Linked DNA regions of Gossypium hirsutum: region 2 is linked to region 1. The links are chromatin contacts, called in public Hi-C maps. All regions are on one chromosome and are shown on one strand. The core of a region is the stretch at or near the end of the contact, and the rest is flanking DNA. Distances in the headings are between cores, read along the strand shown. Region 1 holds the start of LOC107946426 (alpha-xylosidase 1). Region 2 holds the start of LOC107946432.

What was found. A called contact is a pair of places that touch in the nucleus more often than the background predicts.
Region 2: a Hi-C map of leaf shows a contact between it and region 1, with 1.7 times the contacts expected there. The contact joins the promoter of LOC107946432 here to the promoter of LOC107946426 in region 1. A contact is called at or near these places in 2 of 34 Hi-C or Micro-C datasets (both in leaf).

Annotation. Positions count from the first base shown.
Region 1 is chrD12:51,113,938-51,117,329 of Gossypium_hirsutum_v2.1, forward strand. LOC107946426 (alpha-xylosidase 1) reads right to left here and starts at 1,269. Exons shown (of 3, transcript XM_016880747.2): 1 at 964-1,269; 2 at 182-864. The coding sequence starts at 1,190.
Region 2 is chrD12:51,288,984-51,292,035 of Gossypium_hirsutum_v2.1, forward strand. LOC107946432 reads left to right here and starts at 1,700. Exons shown (of 2, transcript XR_001696934.2): 1 at 1,700-2,101; 2 at 2,459-3,052.

The DNA.
Region 1 (3,392 bases), core at 19-2,518:
AAAAGGAAATATTGGTCATATCATAAAAGATTGTTTTTGAGTCAATGCCATTAGATTTAGCTTGAGACCTTTTTGTGTTAAACCCAACATAATATCCACAGTGAAGAACATAAACAAATACTTGAACAAAATATGAAAACGTTAAACGTAATGCAATGCAAGTGAGAAAACGAAAGCATACCTAGAGACCAGTAAGGCATGGGAGCGGGCCTGCCGATAAAAGAGGTGTACTGATCAACAAAGCCAAGGGGAGTGGGCCCGGAAAAGAAGTAAAAGTCAAAAACACCACCTATTATCTTATACGTCAATGAATTCCCTCTGTAAAACACATCCATGCCATTGCTGTTCAACAAGAGAACAGCATGTGCAAATGGCTGACCACCCACATTCCTCAAGTCCATGTAAACAGGGTGGGATCCGTACAAATCAGTGTTGAGGTTAATAGCTGACACATCGGTTGTGTACAATGTGTAAGGGTCATTGGGATACAGCTTGATGCCATGCGGTTGAGTGTTCTCTCCAAGTCCATACAGTGAAGCATCTTTAGGCAACTGTGTGGATATCTCCAAGTACTGATCCTTAAACACCATTTCTCCGAATGAGTCCGACCCTCCAGAGCTGGAATTGAAAAGGGTCTGCCCATTTGATTTCCTTTTCACCGCAAAGCTAAAAGGGTCGGCTATGAAGCTGAATATGAGCTCAGACCCTGCAAGCTCCGACACTGTTAAAGGGTTCTTTCTTGATCTCCCAATCGTTTGCTTCAATGCGGGTGGTTGTTCCCTTGGTAAAAGATTGTACGGAACTTCCCATCTCTGCTTCTCAGCATCTGTTATGTGTACCCTCAAACGATCTTCCGTCTCATGCCTTTAGAAGAAGGGAAAAAAAAGGAAGAAATTTTTTATTAAGAGGAATGTAAATGCAAAAGAGGCAAAGATTAAGAGTAAAACTAGACTGGTAACTTACTTGACATAGAGTTGCAAGAGAGGAATATCAGGACCATATATGTTGTTCTTTTGCTTGACCTGAAGGTGACCCAGAAAGCCACCATCAGGGGTCTCTTCAGCTGAGATCAAACGGTACCCTTTTCCAATCTTAGTGGGGGCAGATGAAAACCCTCCATAGAAACATGATAATAAAACCAGAAGAACGTAGAGGGAACTCGAAGAAAGTAGGTAAGTTGGAGAGAACATTACTCAAACAAAGCAGAGAGCAAAGAGAAGAGTGAGGAGCAAAGAGTGTTAAAAAGGACTACATAGGAATAGGAGTCACTGAATGAAAGAAGTGGCAGTCGTTTGATGCATGAATAGGGTGGTCTTAGACACGTGATGATGATGGTCTGTGGACCAGATGCCTCTCCCTGTTTTGATCATAAAATCTTTTTTCAACCAAGAGTGGTCCCATTTCTATCAACGACTTTGGTTGATAATGTCGTAGATTCATCAAATGAAGACATGGAGATATCTTTGTTATATTCTGCTTTACTGGTCTCAGTAACACCCCCAAGCAAAATCATGATATGTTACAATTAGTAGAGAAATGGTGATAGAGTTGGAGTAGCTAGAATCCAATGCAATCCATGGTCATAGATGGGCTTTCAAGTTTGTTCAGTTCCTGAGAGATCAAATATATTTTATAAAAAGAAGGGGGAAAGGAAACACCTTTTCTTCTACGCTCATAAATCAGGTATTCATAGATAGGAATCTTGCTGTTGAAACCTATTTACTAATATTAAATGAGGATGAAGAAACATCTTCATCTAATTTACAATTAAAACAACCACAAGTTAGGAGGGTTAAAAACCCCTGCTTTCTTGCTTGTATATTAGTTATCCATAGCTAATATGCTAAACTTAAATTTTATTTTAATAAAGATTATGAAGTCGGTGGCAGTGTTTTCTTAAGCATAAGGGTCAAACAATTCAAGCATTTATATATTAAAATGTCCATTGAAAAATAGGCATCATTTCAGTCCTAGAAGAAGTTATCCTCAAGAAAAATATTGGGAAGATTAAATTATAAGGAGGTGGTCCCAATTTCTTGAATCAACAAATTCATTGATATTGTTCTTGTTATTGTACTTTGATGACAAATGAGTAAGGATGCAAGAAGAAAAATTGGTATTGTAGTAACCGATAAGGGCTCGTGACCCTTAAATCATGTCATTACGTACCCCAAGTATGTCCACATTATCACTGTAATCTGATTCTATTTTGTCTTTTCAAGGGCATGGGCATGGGTTTATGAAGGATGAATGGACGCTTTTTCTCTTTCTAATTATTTAGTATGTCTTTCAAATATTAGACATTTTGCATCTATACTTAACTATATAATCCGTTAGAATAAAGATAACAAGCATTTTAATTTTATGATAATCGAGAATTGGGAACAACATGGTGAATCTTGTAAGAAGATTAAGAGATTGTAGGGGGAAAAGCACTGGAAAATGAAGTTAAATCCAGTATCTTGGGATCCCACTCTTGTTTGCCTCGTAAATTAGATATACGGCACTGTCATTACATGGAGAAATTAATATATGATTAAAATATTTGTAATATAACCCCCAACTTTAATTTTAACTTCACTGCCCCTTTCCAATTGGATTATGATACTGTCATTGCTTCATCTCCTTAAGTTTGTTCTCTGGCGTTTTCGACTCACACCTCGGAACTCTAAGCACTGAAAAGAAGCAAAGGATATGTGAGGCGATTGAAGCGGCGTATCTTGGAAGGCCTAGATTTCAGTGAAAATGAAGCCCAACATTACGTCAGTTGTGGCCTAAACTGGGCTACCGCCCCAGCACTGCCCCATTAATCTAACTATTTATATTTCACTTTCATTTTTCATAGAGTTACAAGTAAATTAATTTATTGTATTTTCATTTTTTTGTTTTTTAAGCTCTATTTTCCGGCTCTTCTTTTTTGTTGAGGTTACGAAATTATTATTTTTATTTTATTTCTATTTATTTTTTAAGTTACATTTTCTGATTTTAATAAAGGTTACAAATACAAACATGCTTGATATTCGTCAAATCCACCAACAATAAATTCTTATGTCTAAATAGTAAATAAATAACAATATAAGAAGTAAGGTCGATCCTATTAAGATAAAGGGGAATTTAAATATGATAAAAGTACAAATAATAGAGACAATTTAAATTGAAATAATAATAAAAATAAACACAATCGAAATTAAATTGAATAAATTGATATGATGAAATTCTAGTTTTAGGCTCGTTTTTTTGCCCCAATTTGAAATCGATCCTTGATAACAAGTTCTCTTTCAAACAATAAGTCAAGTATAGTGATCGAGGACGCATCAGACCACTAACCCTTCCGTGTGTAAATTAATTCCATGAACGCCCAACAACTAACCCTTACCGAACAAACAATCACA
Region 2 (3,052 bases), core at 450-2,949, 180 kb after region 1:
GGCTTTTCTCATCTTTCAAGTTCTTTCATCTTTTTAGTTGCTTTTGCTTTGCATTGGTGTGTTAGAGGAATTCTATTTGAATCATCAATTGTTGAGAGTTAGTTTGATTTAGGCGTTTTTGAATAAAAGAAATTGCCTAAGGCTACATGAATTGCGAGACTAAAGTTCTAGCCCCATGACACTTCCATTGTTATAGTTCTATTATACCTCCATCTGTGTTAAGACATATGGTAAGTCAAGAAGATGTATGAACAGTAAGTTAGCTATCAACAAGTTGAGAGGTCACTTGCGAGCTCACTCGCCATATTTCTCTTCAAGTCCTTATCACCGTCATTCTCCATAACCTCTAACTCTTCGCCTTGATTGAATAAATCGACATCCAAAACAACCTCCATGTTCCTTCTTTATTGTATCACTATTTCAACCAGTTGTATGTTTATAAATAAATAATTTGAATAAAGGAGGCCCAAAGATAGAAGAGACAGCTAGGCTGTCAGATGTTATTGTCCAATTGATTAAGGCTAAATTAAACACTTACTTAGCACACAAATGCCTACTTTAATTACTTAGCGCTGAATGCTCTAATTGCTTCAATTTTTTAATTAATTCAATAATTATGATTAATAAGTAAAATGTTTGATTTGATGATAATTTTAGGGTTTGAAGTTTTTTAAAGTTTTTCTTAATTTTTAGTTAATTGTGAGTAAGTTTTATTAAAATTCAATTAATCAATAATTATTTTAAATTTTTATATTAAAATATAATTAATATATTATGTTTTGTTTATTATAAAATTTATATACTCTAATTTTCAGCATAACGTGTTGCACGTGATATCCATATTTATTAATTCCATTTTTAAAATTTTAAAATTAATTTTTTTAACATTTTATACTGTAAATATATTTGTATTACAAGAAACAATATGTGAATAGAGAGTCCAAGTGAGAATGAAAATGTAATTGAAGTTAAGTATAAAGTGTAATTTAATATTTATTAAATTTCAACTCATTTAAATTTTTTATTTAATTATTTTAATATGATAAAAAATATTAATATATAAAATGCATCCTACTTAAATACTTTGAGAACAATAACTCTATCTTTATAATTCATATAAATATCTTAAAATTAAAAAGTATTTTTAGCATTGAAAATTTGATTTAATTTGAATTGAAGAGCTTTTTTTACCAAGTAATAGAGAAAATGAAAACAAATCGAGATCGTTAGTTTAGGTACTAAAACAAAGATATCAAAACTACGTCGTTAAGTTGATACGAAAGCTAAAATATTGGTGGAATTTACAAAATAATGTTATTATTTACAAGAAAAATTCATGTTAGATTTTTGTTTGTCATTTTAAAAGGAGTGACTAAAATAATTGAATTATACAATATGAGTATCTAAATTGCAAATTTTTTTATTTGAGAGCCTAAAATGAAAAAAATTAAAAATTTGATGATCATATATATAGTTTACTCTATTTTATTTACCTTTACTTTTCAAAAGAGTTTTAGTATCAAGGAGTCAAACCACTAAAATTTTAATAACGAAATTTTTTTATATATATTTTTAAAATTAAATATTTTAGAAAGATATTTTCCTCAATTATTTTTCTTTTGAAATAAAATCTAGGACATAGTTATAAAAAAATGGACCCTAGCCCGATGTTAATTACAAAAACCGAAGAAAAACAAAACCCACATTTGGGCTCACAAATCCTAAATAAAGCAAAAGCCTAAATCAAGCCCAAAAAAACCTAAAAGACCTAAGTCCATCGGGCCTCATTCTGAAAAAACCCCAATGCCCAGCATTGGTATCAAAACCAGCTTCCACCACTTTCAAAAATTTGAAAGTCTCTTATCATTTGCGAGGCTTTCTCATTGATTACCTGCACCATCTCCAGAAACTCTTTTCCACCTCAATTGTCTTTTCATATGCCCTGTTCCCCTCATTACTCCTATTGTTTCTCCTTTATCATCAAAATATTTACTGTTTCCTCCCCATTTCTGTTTAGCCTCTCGTCTCTTTCCAACGTTGTTAAACTCCTTATGTCTTCCTCCAGTGCTAACATGGCCTTTCTCGGTAGCCAATATCCCAGGTCAGTACTCCTAAGACACTCAACTGCTCCTTTTGCAAGTTCATGAGCAACTCCGTTACTAGATCTAGATATTTTTTGAAAGCGACATTCCTCAAAACCTGTGCTTAATATTTGAATATCCTGAATGTACGAACATAAAACTGACCGATCCTCTTTTAATGCCTTTACTCTCCTTCAATGATAACCCGTCGGAGTCCCATTTCTAACCCCGCCTGAACTGCTAGTAGACAGGCTATTGCCTCCACCGCAAACGGTGTAAGAACTCCCTCATTAACTAACATTTTAGCACCCAAGTTTTCTTCTTTTGAATTCCTAAAGATTATTCCTGTCCCTAATTGCTTCCTTTGTTTGTTGTAGGCCTCATCGAAGTTTATTTTGGTTATACTTTGGTCCGGTGGTGTCCAACGTTCATTGTTATTGACCCTCCCTGGTAAGTTATTTTTTACAACTAACCATTCTTCTAAATATTTCCCTATAAAACATACAGTTTCTATGGCTAATTGTTGTATTTTTTTCATGCAATACTCTATTTCGTCCCATCCATATCGCCCAAATGGTGGCAAACAATTGTTGTTTCTGTTGGTCGCTACTTCTCGTAAGATGTTCCCTTATCCATTCCTGTAGAGTATCATTTAATGTTATTTCCTGTATCTCGAAGTTGAGTTCTGACCATACCTCTTGTATTACAGAATAGTCCCTAATTGCATGCTCCAAAATCTCTAGACCCTCCTTGCATCTTGGGCACATCGTTGAGTTACTAATTTTTCTGTTGTATAAATTTCCAAATGTAGGGATATAGTTGTTGCATATTCGCCAGTTTATAATTCTAATTTTGTTTGGGAGATTTGTATGCCAAAGGTGGTTGTAAAATTCTCTACATGTGTTGTCATTATTAGCCATTCCTGGGTTTGTATTTTTCGTCAATAAGTTTCTGTAGCTGCTCCTTACTAT